2 separate regions of the Oryzias latipes genome follow, and region 1 is linked to region 2. Evidence: chromatin contacts called from public Hi-C data. All regions are on one chromosome and are shown on one strand. The core of a region is the stretch at or near the end of the contact, and the rest is flanking DNA. Distances in the headings are between cores, read along the strand shown. Region 1 has its middle 6.9 kb from the start of LOC101169467. Region 2 overlaps jarid2 (protein Jumonji).

Region 1 (4,928 bases), core at 189-2,688, 200 kb after region 2:
ATCTTACAGACGAAGTGACGAAGGAAGGAAACACAACCCAAGAAACGCTGTTTACGATAAGTGGGGACATGCCAATTAGCTTCTGCACTCACCTTGGCCGGATCTGGCCTCACCTCCCCGCCTGCAATCACAAAGCCCAGGAAAGAAACAGAGGGGGAGTGAAACTGGCACTTCTCTGCCTTGACATATAGTTTATTCTCTAGCAACCACTGGAGAACCAGACAAACATGTCGCCTATGTTTGTCCAGGTCTCTGGAAAAAATCAAAATGTCGTCCAAATGGACGAATACAAAATGATGAAGAAAGTCCCTTAACACGTCATTAATCAAACCAGAAATATCCACACCTTATCAACCATGTCAACTAATCTGCAACAACAGAAAATGAATAAAATATGCACTTGATGTTTGGTGAAAGAGTTTATGACCCACATCAACAAGAGAAAGGGGGGGCTGGGTTGACAACTCTAACAGCTGAAGTTCCTATACAGCACATGTGTCAAACTCAAGGCCCGGGGACCAAATGTGGCCCTCCATGTCATTTCATGTGGCCCGCGAGAGCATAAAGGTTTTTAATTTCTTAAAATAAAAATTGGTATGTATTTATTTATATGTAGGGGGAATCAGACTTGAAATATCAGATTGGGCAACTATACATTAGGACTTAAACACTGTCCATATAACCTAACCTGACAGAATCAAATTTAAAAGGATTTATGCTAGAGTAACAAGCAAACTTATGTTTTCTATGCAACTTTAATTGTCTCTTAAAAAGTTATAATAAATAGATAATGAGTTATATAACATTAAGAAAGTTACGTTTATTTTTCATTACATTTAGGTACATGTATATGTTATATCTGGCCCTTTGAGGACAGCCACTATGCTGATGTGGCCCTCTGTGAAAATGGGTTTGACACCCCTGCTTTAGAGCCACAAATGCTGCAGTATAAGTCAGGAGGAGCTCATTTAGCCTAGTGAAAAACAACTGAACCAAATGTACTAAATGTGTTGGATCAAGTGTTTCCGGTGAAAGAAAATGCTGGAGAACACACACACTCATGCTCCTTTGTCACACCAGCTGTCTTTATGCATTTTTTTCCTTCCCTGCATTGACCAAAGCTATTGATAGATGGGATGTAGGAAGGCCAAATCAATAAACAAGAAAAGCTTTTTGCAGCCACAGTGACTGGAGGCAAATGTGTTTCCACATTCATTCCAGGATTCCGTGCTTGTGCGACATGTCTGCATTCTTGCATCCACCTGCATATGTTTGCGCCTAAAGTCACTGTGTGAAAACACCGTCTCTCTCTCTTCTGTCTTTCCTCAGGACGTGCAGAGCGGACTTGTTAATGTTTAATGCGCTCTCTCAGGAAGCAGGCACGCTCAGTGAGGCCCGCACACACAAAACCACTTCTACATCCCCCTAGCGACGCCACCCTCATTACCAGCCTGAGGTTTGACCTTTCACCCCTCGACCAGATGGCTGATGTTTTCAGTCTGAAGGCAGAAGAAGCAAATGAGTAGTGGCTCTACATTTCTCTTGAGAAGAAAAGTGCGTTGGAGGACGGAGGAGGTGTTTGAAGGATCAGAACAGATGCTGAATCAGGCAGGAACACGGGAATCTTCTATTTATCAGGAAGATTACTGAAAATCTTGTAGGATAGAACTCATGAAAATAAACAACAATGCCGCAAAAAGCATTTTCTGCCTCCAAAAGTCTTTTTTTTTTCCAGGCGTTCACCTTTTATAGTGAATCCAAGCTCCATTAAAAATGATCTGCTTTTGCAGAAGCGCTTCTCTCACTTTCCTCCACTGCCCTGTAAGCTTTGGTGACACCGGGACAAAGGCCAGATCAGGCTGCAGGCCTCTCCCACTTTGCACATCAAAAGATTCTCACAAATCACAAAGTCTTTGCAACTCACGCAAGACGGAAAGTAAGCAGGCCGCTAGTCTGAGAAGTGGCGCAGTAAAAGAGAGATCCAGACAATGAGTTAATGCAGGCCTGTGTACGTGCCTGAGCACATGTCCATCTGCGAGGGCTGGTATGACGATGGCACCCTCAGGTGGTGGCAACTCTATTATGTGTGTGTTGGATTTTTTTTTTTTTCGACCCAATAAAATGTGATTAAAGGTGTGTCTACTTCTTGTTTTAAAAAAGATGTCCTCTCAAACTGCCAACAGCTCACATCTGGTTCTGCTAGAGGTTTCTCTTGTCCTTCTTTATTTAGAGGAACTTTTTCTCTTCACTGTCACGTTTTGCTTGCTCAGTACAGAGATTACACCCACAACTCTTCAATATAAGTCGATTTTTTGTATACAAAAATACAGTTAAAACAAAGTGGCCATCTTGGAATGATCTCAACTGCATTGGATAATAATGACACCTAATCTATTTTAGTTAGATTGTGTTTTTGACCCTTAGTGCTGCACCTTAAAATCACCTTGGCACTTAAATAAGAGGACTTAAACAGAAGGAAAATACTTACAGACCCACTCTGATAATTAAGAAACCACTGGGAACGCTTTTAAAATAGATAAAAAGATGATCGGAGTCGAACTTTAAAGAAATCCACATAAATGCAAATGAAAAGTAGGAGTAAGTTAAAATAAATGTAAACATTAAACCCAAAAAGATCTAAAAAAAAAACAGCTATGAATAAAACATGAAAATGCACAGCTTAAGTCCTTTAACTTACAGCTAACTTGTTTTTTTTTATTAAAACATCTAAAAAGGGAAGTTATATATATATATATATATATATATATATATATATATATATATATATATATATATATATATATATATATATATATATATATATATATATATATATAAGAAGTCAGAAGTTTGAAACAATAGAGGAGAAAAATTCAGTTTGCCTTTATGACAAATACTCAAAAATACAGAAACAGAAACATATAGCAGAATAGCAGAAACAAAAACACCTTTTTATAAAGTCATTTATTTCACTCCAAGACACACAATATTTGTACAACTCCAACAACCCAGGTTCAAATTTGGACTGAGGTCTGTCAGTGAGCGGTTTAGGTTTCCTCCTTGACTGAGCTTCTCCCTTGTAGGTTATTGATTTTATACGAAATTGTGAGCCTCCATGTTGTTAGTTTTTAAAGGCCAACTAGAACGTGTCTGAACTCAAGAGCATCATTTTAAAGTTCTCTTCTACTTTTTTTTTAACTTTCAAGTCCTACTCTGATCACCTTTTGATCTGTTTTGAAATTGTTCCCAGTGGACTTTTATACCATTTTTAGCCAAAATCCAAAAACCTGTCATTTTCCAGGACATAGTTTCTGCAGAGTGGCAGGAGTTCATTAGACTTAGGTTCCGAGTTGTGCCACGTCCCATCATCCCTTAGTTTACACACTTCCCTGCTAGCTTAAAGCTGTGGAAAACCCAATGTAACATTAGCAGTGCAACAAAAATGGTGAGTAATATTGGAGCTATACAGTCGTACAGTTTTGAGCAATATGCCAGCTCAGACAAGGAAAACAAAGACGTACACGGATCTAGTCGTCTGCAAGTGGATGCATCAGAATGGAGCACAGCAGGGAGCGTGTGGTTACCCGTTCCAGTTTCAACGTCACAACTACAAGCTTTTTCCAATGGCAGTTTTTCCAGATTCACAACCACTTCACATCAGAGTGGGTCTTTAAACTGTAGCACAAATATAAATAGTGACTTCAATAGAAGTTTCCTGCAAGAATAGTGGTCTAGAATGGTTTAAAATGTCCTAATTTGAAACTTCCACTGAGCCTGTGTTTCATTTTGTTCAGTCTGATTGTGTTTCATGACTCAGTGTGATCCAAGGGCAACCCTTCATCTCTGCTTATGCCAAAGTACCACCGTGATGTCTGTTTAATACGACCTGAATTCCAGGACTTCAGTGTGTGTGTGGGTGTGTGTGTGTGTGTGCGTGTGTGTGTGTGTGTGTGCGTGTGTGTGTGTGTGTGTGTTCCTTCTCTTTAATCACAGAGTGAGTGGAGCAGAACAGTGCAAATAGATGAATCAGCCGGCTTTTGTGCTGTTCTTCCTGCCTCAAACGTGGCACTCATGCCATCTGAGTAACCGTCCCCGGATGTTTGTCTGTTCCTGTTAAGATGTTGGATCACTGAGAAGACGCCTTCATCTCCTTGTAGTCATCTCCTCTCTCTATGCCGTAAACGGACCACCTCCAGTGGAGCTGGATTTAGACTTGTAGTTGAATTAAATCGCTTACCACAATAAGCCATGTGTGTAAAGTGAGGCCACGTTGTGCCCTTCAACACAAACCATCTTGATGCCTGAAGGGAAGTTGTTTCTTGCCTGACTAAATTGAATTATTTTTTTTCTTCATTTTCCACTGTTGTCTTCCCATGTATTTTCTCTTTTTTTATTTCCACATCAAGTCTCTTCATTTTCTTCCTCCTTTCTTCCACTTTTTTAGTCTTTTTAGGAATTATTGCTACCTACTATTGTTATAAAAACTCTTACAAATCAGAAACCTCCTTTCGATATCTAGTTTTAGGCTACAAAAATGAATGAAGTACTGAGCCAAAATCTCTTGTTTTGCTTTGGCAGCTGTCTCTAAAATCTTTTTGTTTGACTTCTAGGGGAAAATATCGAAAAAATGACATAATACTAGTTCAAAAAGCACGTTTTTCAAAAACCGTGTGTAATCTCTTAAAAATTGTCATCTCTTATAAAAGAATGGAGTTTCCAAATCCTGAATGGATAGGCTTACCACTATAGACAGACGGACGGACAGACAGACAGACAGACAGACAGACAGACAGACAGACAGACAGACAGACAGACAGACAGACAGACAGACAGACAGACAGACAGACAGACAGACAGACAGACAGATAGATAGATAGATAGATAGATAGATAGATAGATAGATAGATAGATAGATAGATAGATAGATA
Region 2 (4,967 bases), core at 635-3,134:
AGATCTGCCAGAGGAAGAACAGCGGTCATCGACCGAAGCAGCAACTTCAAACAGGATCCAAAGAAAAAGCTGGAGAAAACAGTCACCATGATGTTCTTCTCCAGCATTTCTAGTCCTGGCGTGCCGTTGGCTTGAAGCAGTGTGTGGACCACCTCGTCCAGCTTAGCCTTCTCCTCAGCAGGGACAGAATACCTGCCAGGACGGCAAAAACCATTTAGCTGAGGACTTTATGAGAGGAGAGCAGAAGCACCAACTCTACTTACCAAATGCAATCAGCACCAGTGTGTAAGTAATCAATATATGGAAGGCGGTTTTGGTCTCTAGACCAGCATGAGGTAGAAAAGACCATGCCAATGTTTAGCCAGGGAACAGTCACTCCTGCAAAGACACAAGACACAGCAAAGCATTAGGCGCCATTCATAAAGGCATGAAATAGAAATTCAAAAAGTTTAGAGTGCTTTGGAACAGAGAGGCCGATCCTTACCAGGCACAGCACCTAGATGCCTCAAAATGGATCCAGAGTTATTGGGGAGGACAGTGAGGTTCCAACCGTGTCTGAGAAGACAGAAAACAGAGATTTGTCCTGCGTTTGTGCTTCAGGGCGTCACGTTGGCGCCACGCCCGGCGCCTCAAACACGACACTCACTTTGAGAATGGCTCTGACTTTCCTGTGGGGAAACCGCTGCCGTGTGTGCTCGTGTCCACCTTCCCACAATGCACTGCCACGTGGGAGTCTCTCTGCTCTACAATCCTCCAGTATTCTTGCTGAAAGACAGAAAAAAGAAAATACAAATCATGATTTTAGCACCGATCTCACTTCAGGGGAAGATGGCGAGTCCACGACCACGTCAAACATCGGGCGCTGACCTCGACCTCGGCGGCCCCCGGCTCCTTGTTAAAGCACATGGTCATGGTGTTGCGAGCTATCCTGAAGAAGTTGGTCAAGGACACAGATTTCCCCTGCAACCAAAACATAATGTCAAACACTGGAAGGGATGATGATCAGGGGGTTGATGGGATTTGCAAAGTAAGAGCTGAAGCTGAATAAAACAATGAGTTAAAAAAAGACAGCTGGACATCAATGGACTCCTTCACTGCCAGACGGAGGAACACGCGTGTCCGTTTCTACAGCAAGCTGACCGCTCAGCACCAACAACACCGTCTCCTGCACTGTCTAACGCTATCCTCACTGCAATGACAGAAACAAGTCCAACATTTCTAACCCAGAAGTAGATTTGCTTTAAATAGGCAAAAAACAAATCTGCCAATGGGGTTAACAAAAAAGGTCTTACCTAAGAAAGATTTTCACGAACTAAGATTATTTTGCTATTGACAGACTTTCTTGATAAGGCAAAAACTAAGGATGTTTTTTTACCGTCTTACCATTCTGTTTTGCAGTTAGTGAAACTCTACCTTCATACACTAAAGACAAGCCTGTCCTGTCCTGTCCAGGTGGGACGGCCCTTCCCGTGTGACTCTGTCCCTCACAGGTCTATTGATCACTCCGGGTCGACTCACTCTATTAAATGGGGCGGGCGTTACCAAAGCAACAGAGACTGGAATCAAAAGAGCCTCAGATTTGGGGCGTTGGGTGTGTGGGGAGAGGAGCCACAGGAGCAGACAAACATGGCCGCCGCTTTCACGCAGTGACTGACAGCCTCCGCTCAAATCCCCGCGCCTTTACACCAAAACAAGTCATCTCCAAAGAGAAAGAAAAGGCGTTTAGGGTTAAAGTGATGAGAGGCGACAAAGAGCGAGGTCATCTGCCGATGGAGAAACCGCGAGGAGGGAGGGCTGCCGGGTAGAAACGGGAAGCTAACGCATAGAGACAGAGTGGAAGGGGGTTAGCATTGGGGATGGGGGCGGGGCTGTCGGATAGGTGTGGGGTGGGGGCTTCTGACCTACATTTCAGCTGGCCAGATCCTCACAGCTGCCCACAGGACGTGATGATGGGAACGCGACACGTGTGAGCGAGGAAGACCAAAGGCGCTGAAGAAAAAACCGAAGGATCGCCGGAGAAGACCGCCTCAAGACACAACAAGCTGCTGCCACTTCATGAGGAAATAAGACACACTATGTTGTGAAGTGAAAAGTGAAATGCTTTTTTTTTTGTTGCACTTTTTCTTTTTTTGTTGTTTTTTTTCTTTTCTTTTTTTTTTTTTTGCTTTTTTTTGTTCGGTAACCAAACCTTCTGCTGAACATTTGGAACGATTTGAAACCGCAGCAGCGCGTCAGCTGCTCCGATCTCATATAGTAAGACAAAAAAAACAGTCAGATGAAGCATAAAAAACTGAATTTTTGATCAAAGAGTAGGCAAAATATACAGTTTCAGTCATAAGTAGGTTATTTTACCTTAACCTCTGAGTTGATGGGATAGAACTGAAATGCACACAAGAGGATGCTAGGCTAAGAAAGGAAGTGTAAAGGGGCGTAAAGTCAGAGCGCCAATGAACCCTTGGTGCTCCGACTTCCACTATCAGTGGAATAAATCTTATTTTCAGGTTTGCAAATGGGTTTCCTTAACAAGTTAAAGAGTCGTGCTGTGGGCGGGGCCTGCTGATGTCATTTGAGGAAAGGTGGACTTCACCTCACGTTTGTCTCAATTCGGAATGAGCTCAGACAGTTAAAAAAGAAACAGACGAAAAGCAGCGAGCTCAACGGGCTTTTCAGCAAAAACCTGATAAAAAATGCCAGGATAGAAAAAAATAGAAACTAGTGGACGGTGTAAAAGTGTGTCTGATCAGTAAGATTAGACTAAAAAGTAAAGTTCAGGCAAATGAGGCTATGGGGAAGCAACGTCCACTGATGCTTCCCTGCCGTTGATGGAAACTGCTCACCTTTAAATGACAATAAGAGGTGTTAGCAGCACTTATTGACTTAAAGTCACATGACAGGCATAACAGGAAACACCCAGGGAACGGACATTCTTCTATCTGCCTCTCATCTGGGGTTTTAACCTTCGCGGCTTCTTCCTCCTTACCTTGTAAATGCATTTGTGTTGGTCGCCAAACAAGCCCCCATTTTCCTGCCCCGAGTGCGGCTCCTCCCCGTGCTGCCTGTCCTCTTTGCCTTGTTTTTCCTGAGCGAAGAGCCGGCGCCGACCCGCTTTGACCTGAGCCTTCAGTTCCTTCAAGCAGTGATAGACTCCGTTGGTGCGGTGATGCCCGGTCGTCCCTCCCACGATCCCGCCGACCAGCCCGTTCTTTGGCTCGTAGCGGGGCAGCGAGAGTCCGTTGGGTGCAGAGGAGTCAGAGAGGCCCTCCAGGGGGCCCCGCCGCGACTCCAGCCTCTTTTTGTCTTCCAGCACTTCTGCCAGCAGTCGAAGGCGCTCGTCGGCATTGAGTGAGTCGTAGGAGAGGATGTACTGGAGGTAGGCCTCCTGCAGCTTGGCCAGCCGGTCCTGCGCGGACTTGGGGATGCGCAGGAGGTCTGCAAGCTTGGTCCACTTCTTCAGGTCCATCACCTGCTGCATGCCCCCCATGTCGTTGATGAGCTGGAAAAAGCGCGACAGGTCCACTTCACAGCCACCTGCAGGAGGAGGACAGAAATCAGCTTCCACACATCTCTTTTGCAAAAACTCCAAACAAAAATGATGTGCAGGAAGAAGGTTCATTGCTCAAAACCGCATTCCGATAATCTTTTGATCCGTTCTAAAACCGTTCCCAGTCGGCTTCTAATGATAATTTTGCAGTTTTTAGCCAAAATCAAAAAAACCTGTTTCATTTTCTAGGACATAGTTTCTGCAGAAATTGTCAGTGCAGAGCACAGAGCAACCCCGCCCCCTTCCCCATCCCATTTCTGAGGGCTCTCTGTTTCAGCAAAGCAGGGAGCTTGTGGCCTGTCCAGCGTATTTTCTACGTGACAAATAAGCTCTTTTTCAAACAGGATTCTTTCATCTGCTTCTGCTTCATCATGATTTTGGATAAAGAAATAATTTAAGCTTAACTTTCTTTCTAGATGTCCTCCATCATCAGATGAATGCCACAAGAACCCCTGCTAACACAATGCTAGCCACTATATTCATCAGAGTGGATCTTTACACTATTTAGGTCATTCAGCAGTTTTCCATCACGTACCAATGACAGGCGGCTCCTCCATGGTAATGCCCTGAGATTTAAGGTGCTTGCGGATGCAAGCCATTCGCTGCACGTTGGGGCCCCAGCGTCGGCCAAGCATGTGGACCCTCTGCACCTGTGTTACAAAACGCATCTCCTCGTTCAGCTTGCACTCCGGCCGCCAGTCCGGCGGCGGCGCCACGCGGCACATGCCAGCCACCTCGGCCTGTTCCCTTACTGCATCCAGGTACACCAGCGGGTCCTGGAACTCCCTTGGAGCCGGCCGGAAGACCGGGGCTTCGCCCAGTGCCGCCCAGCCGTCCGGCCTGCTCCGCTGGCAGTCCCAATCCTTCTCCTGGTCTCGCTCCTTCTGACGGGTCAGGTCTTTCTCGCGCTCCCACTCCTTGTCGCGGTCGGCGGGCCGCGCGGCTGCTGGTTTGAGCTGAGCGGGGCTGTTGGTGGAAGCTGGGATAGAAGGGGAGGAGGACGAGGAGGAGGAAGAAACTGAAGTTTGTTGGGGGTCTGAGGTAGTGCTGCCAGAGCAGGGGTTTGGCGAGTGATTCTGTCCTAATGAAGGGGAGGAAGAGGAGGAGCTGCGACCGTGCGACCTGCTCTGCTGCTGCTGTGCTTGTCGTATCAACATCAGCTTGCCAGCTGACGCTCGCTTCGGTCTCTGGTTCAGCGGCTCCACATTGGCTGCTGGTGTAGAAGGAGGTGAGCTTTGTTTGGAGGGGGGGGTAACAGGCTGAGTTTGTTTGGGGGGAGGGGCAGTTTCTGAGTCGTGTCCGTTAGAAACTGGAGTGGTGGGGTTTTGCTTGCTCGCCTTCTCTTCATGTACTTTCTTGCTGCTGCTGCGCGTCTCCAGAGGCGTGGACTGGAGCTTGGCCTTTTTAGGATCCGTCCCGCTCGGTT

Evidence for each region. A called contact is a pair of places that touch in the nucleus more often than the background predicts.
Region 1: a Hi-C map of embryo shows a contact between it and region 2, with 3 times the contacts expected there. The contact joins two enhancer-like sites. A contact is called at or near these places in 4 of 5 Hi-C or Micro-C datasets (embryo and fibroblasts).

The regions. Positions count from the first base shown.
Region 1 is chr11:23,935,738-23,940,665 of ASM223467v1, forward strand. No RefSeq gene overlaps it. Among protein-coding and RNA genes, the nearest start is that of LOC101169467, 6.9 kb to the right of the region's middle. Within about 2 kb of position 1,439, at least 4 of the 8 cell types and tissues checked have an H3K27ac peak or open chromatin away from gene starts, as enhancers often do. A contact at or near this core is called in embryo, where this site is marked.
Region 2 is chr11:23,737,162-23,742,128 of ASM223467v1, forward strand. jarid2 (protein Jumonji) reads right to left here. Exons shown (of 18, transcript XM_023960183.1): 7 at 4,077-4,967; 8 at 2,981-3,528; 9 at 868-960; 10 at 647-765; 11 at 485-555; 12 at 264-378; 13 at 87-192; 14 at 1-4. Among protein-coding and RNA genes, the nearest start is that of dtnbp1, 40 kb to the left of the region's middle. Within about 2 kb of position 1,885, at least 1 of the 8 cell types and tissues checked has an H3K27ac peak or open chromatin away from gene starts, as enhancers often do. A contact at or near this core is called in embryo, where this site is marked.